2 separate regions of the Mus musculus genome follow, and region 1 is linked to region 2. Evidence: chromatin contacts called from public HiChIP or PLAC-seq data. All regions are on one chromosome and are shown on one strand. Each heading gives the region's core, a stretch centred on a gene start, on an enhancer-like site or on the middle of the called end of the contact. The rest is flanking DNA. Distances are from core to core; before and after follow the strand shown.

The links. HiChIP or PLAC-seq counts read pairs in DNA pulled down with a chosen protein or histone mark.
Region 1: an HNF4G HiChIP or PLAC-seq map of pancreatic cancer cells shows a contact between it and region 2. The contact joins the promoter of Trim31 here to the promoter of Atat1 in region 2.

What each region holds. Positions count from the first base shown.
Region 1 is chr17:36,893,816-36,900,799 of GRCm38.p6, reverse strand. It overlaps Trim31 (tripartite motif-containing 31), which reads right to left and starts at 2,670. Exons shown (of 8, transcript NM_146077.2): 1 at 2,033-2,670; 2 at 813-908. The coding sequence starts at 2,446.
Region 2 is chr17:35,908,535-35,915,517 of GRCm38.p6, reverse strand. It overlaps Atat1 (alpha tubulin acetyltransferase 1), which reads left to right and starts at 5,450. Exons shown (of 13, transcript NM_001142744.1): 1 at 5,450-5,589; 2 at 6,027-6,087; 3 at 6,168-6,259; 4 at 6,370-6,430; 5 at 6,552-6,665; 6 at 6,854-6,955. The coding sequence starts at 5,483. It overlaps Mrps18b (mitochondrial ribosomal protein S18B), which reads left to right. Exons shown (of 7, transcript NM_025878.2): 2 at 714-822; 3 at 929-1,026; 4 at 1,116-1,184; 5 at 3,114-3,180; 6 at 4,040-4,099; 7 at 4,562-5,138. The coding sequence ends at 4,851. Gm16279 (predicted gene 16279) reads right to left here and starts at 5,783. Exons shown (of 2, transcript NR_167681.1): 1 at 5,425-5,783; 2 at 4,998-5,315.

The DNA.
Region 1 (6,984 bases), core at 1,421-3,920, 990 kb before region 2:
TAGATCTATAAATAAATAAATAAATAAATACATAAATAAATACATAAATAAATAAATAAATAAATAAAAGATTGTCTTAAATGTCAATGGGAGAAAACCACAAACAAATGAATGAAAGAAAGATAAAGAAAGAAGGCTTTTCAGCTTAACTGCCTTCATAACTGAATTTTCCGTGGATGTAACAAAAACCAGCCAGCCAAGTCAACAGCATCTGGGAGATGGTGATGGCATTCCCAGGGGGCAGGGTCAGCATTTGGGATGTAAACCAACCAACAAACGAATAAAATAATGCTTTCAACTCTTCCAGAATTCCGTTCCTAGCATCTGTGTAGGGCAGCTCACAAGTGCCTGTAATCCCAGTTCGTCTGGTCTTTTCCAGTATTCACACGAATGGCTTTTACTCATATGCAGACACATACATATACACACATATAAAAATAACAAAAATAAAACTTTTTTTAAAACATGCAAACAAAATGAGGTGGAGATGTTCAATGGCGTCATAGTCTCTGTCGTTTCTTACTGTGGGAGTCTCTAGTTAGAAAGGGCTTGGGTGAGCCAGTGTGTGGGTGTTCTCTACACAGCCTGCTGTGGGTGGAGGAGCAGAAGACCTGGCACAGCATTCAGGCAGTAGTTAGCACAGCTAGGGAGCTTGGCTCGGGAGCACGGCTCAGGCACCATACACCCTCTGCCCTGCCCCTCACCACCACGTCAGCAGGATTTTATTCCTGCTTGCTGTATAAAGGAAGGCTAGGAGCTTCATCAGCAATGCCTCAGTTTCCCCAGAAGTGTTTGGAATGAGCATTTCTTACCCTGAACGCCCAGATTGCCCCTTCACCTTGTTTTTTCTCTTCAATTATTTTCTTGTCCTTTTGCCCCAAATCTTGGGCCTGTGACTCAATCTGCACCTGTAAGGAGAGGGTGCTTCAGCCAGGCTCTGACTCTTGAGAGGCAGGGAAGATGTTCCAGGGTACTGATGTCATTATTAGCAGTCCTCCCTGGCCCCCATCTCTCGATAGGAACAAGGAGGTGATGGAAAGAAATGGAACTTTAGTGACTTGAGAAAATACTACTAATGATCATTTGGATGGCGCTTTGGTATTCTCAGGGGAAGACTTCTCCTCATCCGTCCTATCACATTCTTTAAGAGATAGGTTTCATCTGCCTCACAGAGAGGCAGGGCCAGGACCAACCAGGGGATGGAGCTCTGTGGTAGAAGAGCACTGGCTTATCTGGATGTCTCAGGCTCTGCTTTGTAAGTTAGCAGTGGCTGGACTTGAATGAGACCTTCTGAGTTAAAATTTGCACTTAACAAAGAGCACACATGAGCTGGCCCATAGTCCCCACTACATATGTATCAAAGAACCACCGTGTCTGGCCTCAGTGGAAGGGGATGCGTTTGGTCTTATGGAGGCTTGATACCCCAGAGATGGGGGATGCTAGAGGGGTGAAGTGGGAATGGGTAGGGGGCATTACCCTCTTAAAGGCAAAAAGAAAGGGTGGGATAGGGTGGAAAGATCATGGAGGGGAACCAGAAAGGGTAATGTTTGAAATGTAAATAAAAAAAATAATTAATAAAAAATTATGTTTAAAAATTAGTACATTATTAATTGTGTGTGCAAGTTCAGCAGAGTGCTATGGTGTGTGTGTGTGTGTGTGTGTGTGTGTGTGTGTGTGTGTCTGTGTTTATGTGTATGAAGACAACTTTCAAGGGTGAGTTCTCTCCTTTTATTTTGCATGTCCCAGGGATCAAACCAATTTTCTCCTTCTACTATGTGGGTCCTTATGGTCAAGACAGGCACTTTTACCCTCTGGGTCATTTCGCCTGCCCCTAGAGTACTATTCTGATTCTTCGTCTTGCTTTGGTTACAGACTGGCATTTTCTAGAACTCAATTCTTTGAGCCCACTGGACCTGGCTATAAATGGCCAACTCAAGTACAAAGAGTACAGCAATGGGTGTCAATCAACTGGGGCCTCCCCAGTGAACTCTACTCTGCTGGGCTGGGGGCAGAGAAGGGCCCAGGTGCCTACCTTGTAGTTCTGGGCAGCCTCATCTATCAAGGTGACATTGTGAGACTTGTGGTCCTTGGAGTCACGACACACCACACAGAGGAATGCCCCATCCTGCTCGCAGAAGTAATGTAGCTTTTCCTTGTGCCTCTGACATCTTGAGTCTTCCTTTTCTGCTTGGATGTCAGCAGGATCCATACTTTGGATCTTCTCTGCAAGACTAGCCAGCAGCTTATTGGGCCTGAACGTATTCTTATTCACAGAGAGTTTGCAGAGAGGACATTGGATCTTTTCTGACGTTTTTCCAACCTGACTGATACACTGCAGGCAGAAGTTGTGCCCACAGTCAATGGTGACAGGATCTTGTAGAATTTCCATGCAGATGGGGCAGGTCACCTCCTCCTGCAGTTGGCAGGCCAGAGGTTGGCCTGCCATGATGGAACAGCAGGGCTAATCTGAGATGTGAAAGTACAGAAATCCAAGGCCTGGTGCTTGTAAGAGAGAAGGAAGCAGGAGGCAGAGGTTGAAGAGTATCTCAGGGAGAGGATTAGAGGAGAATGAGGGAAGGGGGGGTTAAATAAATAATGACAGAAAAGAGTCAGCGATAAATGGGGAATATTCTAAAGAGAAGAAAACAGATGGTCAGTCCTCTCTCCCTGTCTCTCAAGAACAGAAACCGAGAGTGCCTGCTGCCTATAAAGTAGAGCAAGACTTCCTGGACCTTGAACTAATTAAACATATCTTTCTGAAGCAGATTCAGAGAACAGAAAGACGAAGTGACAAAGTCCACTCAGGTGTAATTGGGGAGTGGAACTGATCGCTGGCAGCCCCAGGAAGGCTTGTTACCACCCCAGCAGATCTCTCACTCCCAGACCCTGCCTTCTGTTGGGTATTCCTTCCTGTCTCTGGTACCCCAGCATCTTTGAGTCATCCTTTGTTCTGTTTGGCCTGTCTGTTACTTCCTCTGTCTCTGTACTTCTCAGATTCCCCACCTACCCACACACACACACATCAGCTTGCCTGACCTGTGGACTTTAGCTTGACAAGGAAAGTATCAGCCAGGGTCACCGACATTTCCATTAGTAGCTCAACACTTCTTAACCCTTCCTCTTGCTCTTTTGTGCCCAGGAAGACGGTGCTCCCTCCTTCCTCCCTCTCCATCCCCACTAACCTCTCCTCTCTTCTGTTCTGTCATTAAAACCCAAACTGTTAATTTTTAAATAAAAATGTTTTAGATTTGTGTATTTTAATTTTACTCACATGAAAGTTTTGCCTGCACACACACACGCACACACACACACACAGAGTTAGTATTAATTGTATGCAAATGGTATGGGACCACCCACTGGAGCATAGGCCACTACAATGCCACAACCCCAGAAACTATCAATTGCCAATAGCTCCTCAGTGTGAGGTGGGGCCATATGAACCCTTTCCTATTTAGGTTGGAAAGTTGACTGGCCTGGTCTTATACAGGCAACCAATGTGTTCATAGGGCAAGGCCATTGGCAGGTCACACAGGGTGTGGAGGATTTTATGGCTATAGCCCCAACAATAGTTCCTTGTCATTTGCCAGGGACAGTCTTGGCTTTACCTTTGTCCCCTCATAAATGTCAACAGCCCTTCCTTTCATTCTCAAAAGTATCCACTCATATTATAGAGGTTACTTTGATTACAGCAACTACTGAAAGCTGAACACTTTCAGAAATACTACACCTACACTTCTCAGCCTTTTGGCTAAGATCAAGTGTAGAAATACCAGACCTCAGGCCTGTCTATTTCATTCACTTTAAGGTTGAATTAAAGCAAATATTTTTGTAAGGTTTTATAACTTGCATTCATACTCAGCTGTCAGATCTAGAGGTAAAATTTAATTTATTTTAAATTAAATCATTTCTTTGATTTAAAAAATTTATCTTCAGTATTGCTATTAGTAATTTTTTTATGTGTATAGGTATTTTGCCTGGATGTGTCTGTGAACCACATGCAATACTCATGGAAGCCAGAAGAGGGCATCTGGGTCTCCTGGAGTTGGAGTTACAGAGAGTTGTGAGCTGCCCCTTGGTCACTGGGAATATAACCTGGTTTCTCTGGAAGAGCAGTCAATGCTCTGAATCATCTCTCTAGCCCCCAGAATTTAATTTTCAGGCAAGTTTTGTTTTGTGTGTATTGTGCTTAAAAAACAATGACAAATCAGAATACGCTGATGAGGGTGCCTCTTTTTTTTTTTTTTTTTCCTTTCTTTTTTGTATATATTATTTCACTTACGTCTCACTTCTAAATCTTCAATATCTGTTGTTCAGGGAACTGAGCATGTTTCAGGGTCACCTAGAATGTGTAAGACCCAAGGCACAAAGACAGACATGCATGAAATCCCAGCACTGGGAAAGTAGAGACAAGAAGATTAGGAGGCTGAGTCCACACTGCCCTTACAGAGGGCTATTTCTCCCCAGCCCCTGTTTAGAGATTTTTTTTTACATGGATTTGGGGCGTTTTGACTTTTGCCTCTGCAGAAAACCTTAAGTTTTTCTGCCAAGTACTGAAGGTCAATGACTTGTATATTGTTAAATCCCTATTGCAATGCTAAGGTGCATTGTGAGACTTTCTTTGGAGATGCAAATATTTTATCAAAGTCAACAAGAGTTCAAAGGGTCCTGTGTACTCATGAAGCTCATCTGTCAATCAACCCCTTAGTAATGTAGACTGTAGGGGCGGGAGAGGTGGCACAGCGGTTAAGAGCACTGACTGCTCTTCCAGAGGTCCTGAGTTCAATTCCCAACCACATGGTGGCTCACAACCAACCGTAATGGGTCTAATGCCTGTTTTGGTGTGTCTGAAGACAGCAAGAGAGTCATACATTAAAAAAAAAAATCTAGAATGTGTTTTTTTCATTTGAATTCAAACTTTAATTCAGTGTTTCTCAACCTGTGGGTCTTGCCCATCAGAAAACACATATTCCCAATGGCCTTAGGAACTGAGACACTGCTCCTCCATAAAATTACAATTATAGCAACAAAATAATTTTGTGGCTGGAGGGTCACCATAATATGAAGAACTGTATTAAAGTAAACTGTATAAAGAACTGTATTAGGAAAAGTTGAGAACCACTGCTTTAATTCAATAGGTTACTATTTTGTTAGGAACTGAAAGACTTTATTTTCTTTAGAAAAAAAAAACGTTTATTTGTGTGTGTCTTGTGTCTGTGTATGTATGTGCATGAATGCATATGTGTGGGCGTCTGTGTATGTATGCCACATGTGCCTGTGGAGCTCAGAAAGATGAGTCTGATGCCTTCAACTGGCCTAATCTGCGGTTGTGAACCAGCTGGTATGGGTACTGGGAACTGAACTTTAGTTGTCTGGAAGACCAGCAAGTGTTCTGAACTGGTGAGCCATGTCTCCAGTTCAAGATATTTTGTTATAATATAATAATCTATCATTTTTCAATCATTTATCATTTATCAATTTTCTATCAATTTTTGATGTCATAATAACCTCCACTGAATTTATTGAGGAATGTAAGAAGTAGTTGTATCCCATGATACATACACTGCACTCCTGAGAAAGAACCTTTTAGACTAGACACAGATGAGACTGGTTTATCCACAGATTTACGGTGTTTCTCATCACAGGTCTTCTGACTTTACCCTTTAGTCCCTGGTGTCAGGTGAGTTATCAGCAGGCATTGTGGAAAAGCCATTTTTCCATGGAGCCACAGTTGGCACTAACCCAATACACACTCACCAGATACCTTAGTAAATGCAAACCACACAGGCCCTCTTTAATCGCTCGTACTCTGAACCCCAGATGCCAATCATTACAAGGAAAAGCGTTGGGATGAACCAGCAAAAGTAACTATGAATACATTTCACAGGACTGGAGATGGTTTAGCGATTAAGAGCACTGGCTGAGCTGGGCAGTGCTGGCACACACCTTTAATCCCAGCACTTGGGAGGCAGAGGCTGGCAGATTTCTGAGTTTGAGGCCCTCCTGGTCTACAGAGTGTGTTCCAGGACATCCAGGGCTACACAGAGAAACCTTGTCTCGAAAACAAAATAAAAGAGCACTGGGTGTCTTCTGGTGTGTCTGTAGACAGCTACAGTGTACTCACATACATAAAATAAATGTCACACACACACACACACACACACACACACACACATATATATATATATATATATATATAACAAATTTTACAAAAATCAGATGACTGTGTGAACACACAGTGAATGCCCATCTAGGGCCTTAGAAAACGCAGTGCAAAAGTGAGCACCTTGGCTGTGGATGCCACACACAGCCACGACATAACTCAGCTCTTGCCGAGCTCCTGCTTCTGTCTAACTCCTCCCCCTAACTTACTCCCTGCACTTGCCAACTCCTTTCGCTTCTTCTCTGGACCCAGTGAGTTTGAAAGCTCATATATTGCTCTATTTCAAGGAAGTGTATAATAGCATAGCCGTATGCTTTTGTTGACACAGGTGTGTCTAACAAGTCAGATGATCCTACCCATTCCACTCAAGAGGTAGAGATAGACATATCTCTTCACAGCATCTATAGCCCAGATGTCCACACTGCTCCATCTGCTGTGTTTTTTGGATGTCTCCTAAGACTGTAAATAAGGATTATTTATCTAGTGAATGACTAATTACCTCAATATACTTTGTGCTAATTAGATTTTTGTTTGTTTTTGTTATAGTGATAACACTTACAATCTATTCTCGTGCACTTTAAAAAGACTGTGACCACCACAGCTTTGGACCACAGCTTCCTGACTGTCTCCCGGATGATGAGATCACAGGCATGTTCTACTATCCGCTGATTGATTTGGGTTTAATATTATTGCTGTTGTTGCTTTTGGAGATCAACCTGTGTAGCTCAGGCTGGCTGGCCTCCCACTCACGGTACAACTTAGAATGATCTTGAACTCCTGTCTTTAATTCCTTCTTGGTCTGGGATCACAGGCACAAGCCACCT
Region 2 (6,983 bases), core at 4,201-6,700:
GGGGTTTTCTCATCTGTATGAATCATGCCCAGCTCTCCATTATTAATCTTTGTGTTTTCTTTTTATTTATTTATTTTTGGTATTTTGAGACGGGGTTTCTCTGTATAGCCCTGACTGTCCTGGAACTCACTTTGTAGACCAGGCTGGCCTTGAATTCAGAAATCCTCCTGCCTCTGCCTCTCTGCGGAGTGCTGGGACTAAAGGTGTGCGCCACCACGCCCAGCTTTCTTTTCTTTTTTTTTTTTTTTATTAAGAGATTTATTTATTATTATACATAAGTACACCGTAGTTGTCTTCAGACACACCAGAAGGGGTTGTCAGAGCTCATGGGTGGTTGTGAGCCACCTTGTGGTTGCTGGGATTGCTCTTACCCGCTGAGCCATCTTGACAGCCATTATCAATCTTATTTCCAAAAGTTTGGCATTTTTTTCACACCATAACCAACCAGTGCTCATCAAACGCAGATATTTGTATGCCAAGGTTTTTAAATTGTCACATCCCACTAACATCTTTTACCTTGTTGGCTTATCCTGCAGGGTCAGCTTGGGGCCCTAGGTAGAGTGGTTGTCAGTTTAGCATCAACAGAAATGCTACTTTCATAGCAGAAATGCTATTTTCTTGATGAGTTATACTGACATTTTGTGCACACGTTCCAAACTCTGTCCCCAGTGTATGATAAACCAAATAGTTGCAGCCTCTTACTCCCTTTTTAGGTTCCCCTCCAGACTCTTTGCACCAGAGGCCCTCCTGAAGAAGATGCTCCATCCTCGCTTCCCGTTTCCCCATATGAGAGCGAGCCTTGGAAGTACCTGGATTCAGAAGGTGCCTGAGGCTAGGGGAAAGGAGGGGAAGATGCAGCCCGAAGTGTCTAGAGAAGACCCCTTCCACTCTCGCATGCATAAGTAAACTCATCTGGTCTTGATTTCAGAATACCACAACCGCTATGGCTCTCGCCCTGTTTGGGCTGACTACCGCCGCAACCACAAAGGTGGTGTGCCACCACAGCGGACCCGAAAGACATGTATTGTGAGTTTCTAAGGTTCTCATCTTAATAGAGTGGGAAGAGGCCTCCTAGAAGGTATCATAAATTCTTTCCTTTTTTCCCTCCCCTACAGCGTAACAATAAAGTTGCTGGGAATCCTTGCCCAATCTGCCGGGATCACAAGTTGCATGTTGACTTTAGGGTAAGGAGAGTCTTTTATCCAGAATTAGAATTTGTAGCCTCCTCGCGGCGCTCGAGATTGTCAGAGGTGTCTCACAGTCTTCATATCCCTGAACCTGTACAGTCCTATTTTTCAGTGGTTGCCATTTTGAAAACACCCCTCTTTTGAGCTGGATTTGGTCGCACACACCTTTAATCCCAGCAGGAGTGAGGCAGATTTCTGAGTTTAAGCCCTGCCTGGTGTGCAGAACAAGTTCCAGGATAGCCAGGGCTCCACAGAGAAACTAACTCATCATGAAAAACAAAGAAGATACAGATTTTAGAGTAGACTTGGATGACATAGATCTGTAACCCCACACTGGCAGGCGGAAGCAGAAGTGTGAATTCCACGTTCCAGGCCTTGTCATAAACCTATACTATGTATTACAGAAAGGAAGAGAAAGCTCCTTTCTACTGGGATGATGCGCATAGATTAATTGAGAAGGTAGGAGTCAGTCTAAGTGGGTAGCTTCAGACTTGTTATGCAGCTGAACTGAGACCACACCTAGGTGTGTGTGTGGGGGGGGGTTATATATTTTTTCTTAAAGAATAAATTTATTAAGGAAAAACTTCCAAAGACAGGGAAAGTTCAAGGAAAGAGACCCTATTTATCTGTTAAATCACCAGCAAATATATTGTCTTGTGTGGGTGGGCAGACACTTTCCTCCATTTTACTCTTATGAGACAGGGTCTGTTTATGTATCCCAAGCTCTCCTCAGCTCACTGTACAGTCTCAGCAGCCTGAGTTCTGAGGGCCCAGGTGTCTACTGCCTTGCTTAGTTGTCTGTATTTCCTTGTCCTCCCAGAGTCCATTGAGATGCTGGGACCTGGGGCTAGGGGACAGAGATAAGAAGGGAGCTAAAAGTACAGTAGATTCTCTCCCCCCACACACACACACCCCTCTATCCCCAGAAAAGCCTTCCAAATGATGAGGCTTGCTTCTAAGTGAATGCTAAAGATTATAAAGATGCTCGAGGAGCCAAAGCTGTGGTTGTGCATCAAGGAAGCAGGGCATACGGCATGCCAGAGTGTTGAGGAGGGTGCTCACCCTTGAAGCACATCCTAGAGGGGACCGCAGTGCCTTTCCAGTGTGTGTACGGAGCAGGTTGCAGTGACTGGGATCCGCGGCGGGCGAGTGAAGACGTAACAGCCAGTTCTGTAACTCCACCGATGTGTCTGCTTTCTTCACTCCTCACCTCCTAGCACTGGTCTGTCTGGTTGTTTGATGCAGTTAGAACTTTTAAGTTGCTCTTAGTTACACACTGTATCTTACCATAACCTTCAGCAGCCCAGTGCATTACTTACTACATAGTCATCATTTTGGGGTAATTTCTGGACCTTGATGGCCATCCCTAATTTTTGCTCAAAGGTGGACCATTAGGAGCATGGCTTCTCCAAAACTGGCAGATTATAGGATGTGTGCATGAAATGAATTGGTGAGCGAGACAGAGAGCAGGAAGGAGCCCCTGTGAGGGTTTTGTTTTGTTTTTTGGGGGGCTTTTTTGGCTCTTTGTCTTTTGAGACAAGGTCTCTCTGTAAAGCCCTTGCTGTGCTGGAATTCACTCCACTCAAAAGCACAGACCCACTTGCCTCTGCCTCCCTCGCACTGCTGTGCGCCACCACTCCCTAGCTCTTCGTCTTTGCTTTGCTGGGCTTTTCTTTTTCCGGGAGGGTGGGGGTAGCACTTGCTGGCCTTGATCTCAAAGATAGTCTTCTGCCTCCTGTGTGTTGGGATTACACCTAACAAGATGTAGCCAAGGCTGGCCCTAACCTCCATTCTTCTGTGTTCCTTTTTCATCAAGTTCTGATGGGTTGTGCTACCACAAAGGGCTGTGTTGGTGTAAGGGGGACACACTTAGCCTACAGAGGTCTTGACCAGTCCCTCACACATTTGTTTATCTCTCTCCTGCAGAATGTGAAGCTCTTGGAACAGTTTGTCTGTGCACACACGGGTATCATCTTTCACGCCCCATACACAGGTTAGCTTGGCCCTCCTGTTATGACTTCTATAGTTTTTCCGTGGAGCTCCTTATTATGGGGTTGGGAGGTAGACATTCCTTTGATAGCTCCTATAAATAATAGCACACAGAAGTTTTTGTTTAATGAGAACCATCATTACGATAAAACAGTTAAATGTAGACAAAAGACTAAAGTTTTAGAGCCTCCCTGTAGGAGTGAGGGCTGTCTAAATGTACTTTAAAAGGTAAAGCGTGCCTTAAACTGTGAGTTTGGGGTCAGCCTGGTCTACATAGTGAGTTCCAAGACAGCCAGGGCTACATAGACTCCGGCTCAACCTTTTTTTTTTTTTTTAAAGGTGAACAGCTTGCTTCCTTGTAAAGTTTTCCACCTATCAGTCTATAAATTTGTGTGTATGTGTGTGTGACAGGGTTTCTCTGTACAGCCCTGGCTGTCCTGGAACTCACTCTGTAGACCAGGCTGGCCTCGAACTCAGAAATCCGCCTGCCTCTGCCTCCTGAGTGCTGGGATTAAAGGCGTGTGCCACCATGCCCGGCGATATGTCCCTTTTGTCAGAGTTTTTTTGTTGTCAGCCTACAGAGTGGAGCTGGGAATAATTGCTACTCTGTCACATTCCCTAATTTGAAATCACTTCTTATAAGATCTTTTTCTGTGGATTTTCCAAGTCAGCCTTAACCACATTTGTCATTGAGTCATCTTCTGGCCCATCTGTAGGCTCTGTCATTCCATGACATCTCTGTAGTGGCTGGACATCCAGGCAGATACAGGTCAGGGCCCTGGGGCATTAAATGGTCAGCTGTCTCTGTGTAGAAGACTTGCTGCTGTGTGGGACGCTGTCCAGGTTGACGTTTCTCTCCGTAGGGGTCTGTATGAAGCAGCACAAGAAGCTGACCCAGGCCATCCAGAAAGCCAGGGAGTGTGGTAAGTGAGAGCAAGGGGCAAGGGTTTCTGAGGTGCTTACGTGCTCCCATGTCTATGAGAAAGTACTCAGCAGACTCCTAGTTTTTCCACGTTGGGTGAGTTGCTGGACTCGGAAGTAACAGCTGTAGGTTCCAGGCTACTAAGAGTACATATTGAGATGATCTTTCAGGAAACACAAGGAAGGAACATTCCTTCTTCAGACTACTCTGTCTCCTGAATCTTGACAGTCTTGTGTTTCTTGGTTCTGACCTGGCTTATACAGCACCTTTGCACGGATGAGTGAGGAGGGAGAGCCCATGCAGTGCCCTGCCTGTTCTCTGTCTCCTTGGCAGGGTGTGCTGTGTATGCGCTGCTGGAATGTGCTTGGTGGTTATGACTGGTCCCTCGACTTGTAGTGCCTTTTTCTTGTCTTGAGTCTGACCTGCCCTTCCTCATCCACCATTATTTCCTTTAACCCCGTAGGTCTTCTCAGTTACTACGTCCCCCAGGTTGAGCCCCGGGATGCTGACTTTGGTACTGTGCATGGAGCTGTCAGTGTGACTCCACCAGCCCCCACACTGTTGTCAGGTGAACCTTGGTACCCATGGTACAGCTGGCAACAGCCACCAGAGAGAGAGCTGTCTCGCCTTCGCCGACTCTATCAAGGAAATCTCCTAGAAGAAAGTGGCCCGCCACCTGAGTCGATGCCAGAGATGCCCACTACACCACCAGCAGAATCCTCCATTGAGCAGCCAGGCTCCCAGAGTGCTTAGAACTTGTGACCTGGGGAAGTCAGACCAAGGGAGTACTGTCTAGGGCTACGTGGTATCCTGTGTCCTGCAAAGGGTTCTGTTTTGTGACAGTGGCAGACCCTATAGGGAACTGGCTGGCATGAAGAGAACAAAGCACATTTGACGTTGAGGGGGACTAGATGTTTATGGGTAACTGGTGAGGACTTACATATAAACTGGAGACTCTTGTGTATGCCCTTGATGGTGTGTCCCTGATTTAAACCTCCTGGCTCAGCTTTTATACAATAAAGCTGTGTCTCTTCACCCGTTCTTGACTCCCTTTGGGCTGTCTGTTCAAAACGTGGGTGTGAAGTCTATGAGGTGGGGTGGGAGTGTGGTCTACCCGCAACTCCAAGGGGTGTGAGACTGGTTCTTCTGAAGGTTCCCTCAGCTGTTCACTGGGAGGGCAGGATACTTGGTTGCCCTGGCATCTCAGGGGCACAGACCTACAAAAGGAGAACTGTTGCTAGAGAAAAATGGGGTTTCCCAGGCACTGTGAAACCATGGTGGGGGCGGGGCGAGCCCTCGGGGCGGGTCCTAGAGATAAAGACTTACCGGCCCTCTTAGCGGAAGTGACGTTGTGTGGGGCGTGTCTGGTCCCGCACAATGGGCCATGGAGTTCCCGTTCGATGTGGATGCGCTGTTCCCGGAGCGGATCACCGTGCTGGACCAGCACCTGCGGCCTCCGGCCCGCCGACCCGGAACCACAACGCCGGCCCGGTGACATTTCAAACCCGACCCATGGCCCTTCTGTCCCGGTTCCTCTCCAAACCTGATCCAGGAACCACGCCCCCTTCTCACTGACTACTGGCCATTTCTCCTGCGGTCTTACTTGTGTTTTGGTGACCTTTGACCCTGGATCTAGCCGGGTTAATAGACCTACATCTGTAACCTTTCACCATCTGGCCTAATGTGGCCTCAACAAGAGGCTATAGTTGACCCGCCCTTCCTACCGCGTCACAGTAACCTTAACACGGGAGCTGTGAAACCAAAGCTTGGGATCTGGAGGGGTGAGGTGAGGTGGGAGGTGAGGAAGAGTTCCAAGCAAAGTCAGAGACCCTGTGGAGGAGCCTGGGTGGGAGCCAAGCAGGCTGCCAGGAATGACTTACACGATGCTGTAACCTAGCGAGTGTCTGACCGGGCCCCTCTCTCTGTAGTGTGGATCTGCAGCAGCAAATCATGACTATTGTAGATGAGCTGGGCAAGGCTTCTGCCAAGGTACGGGGCGCCTCTAGGAGGAGGAAAGGGAGATGGGTGGCAGATAAGGAGCCAAACAAAGTAGATCTTCATCTCTGCAGGCGCAGCACCTCCCTGCACCCATCACCAGCGCTTTGAGGATGCAAAGCAACCGGCACGTTATTTACATACTGAAGGACACCTCAGCCCGACCGTGAGTCTTACTGTCATTATTCCCTGTGAATCAAACTCTTCTTACCTCCCTTTTACAATCTCTCCCAGACAGTTGCTCCTGCCTGGTTCATTATTTCCCCCATCCCACAGGGCAGGGAAAGGAGCCATTATTGGTTTCCTCAAAGTTGGATACAAGAAGCTCTTTGTACTGGTGAGTGTCACTGCAAACTAGCCATTTGTAAGCACTGGTGTCAGAGAAGAAATGGGGGCGGGGTGGGAGACAATGAAGAAGATGCATGGCTCCTAATGAGTATGTGTTCTTGACCTCTTAGGATGACCGGGAGGCTCACAATGAGGTAGAACCCCTTTGCATTCTGGACTTTTACATCCACGAGTCGGTGCAACGGCATGGCCACGGGCGAGAACTTTTTCAGCATATGTTACAGGTACCCAACAACCTTTACCGATTAGTCAGAATAGATCTAAAAGGCTCTTCACCCCGAAGCTCTAGGAGGCCCTGCTCCATGGCCCACAGTTGGTCCCCTTTTCTCTGTATTCCCTTACCAGGCTCCCAGTATCCTGCTAGCATGCTCCTCCTACAACCCCTGCCCCCAAGTTTTCCGTTTTCCTGCAGAAAGAGCGAGTGGAGCCCCACCAACTGGCCATTGACCGACCATCGCCGAAGCTGCTCAAGTTCCTGAATAAGCACTACAACCTGGAGACCACAGTCCCACAGGTTAGAGGCTCTGCACCAACCCTGGAGA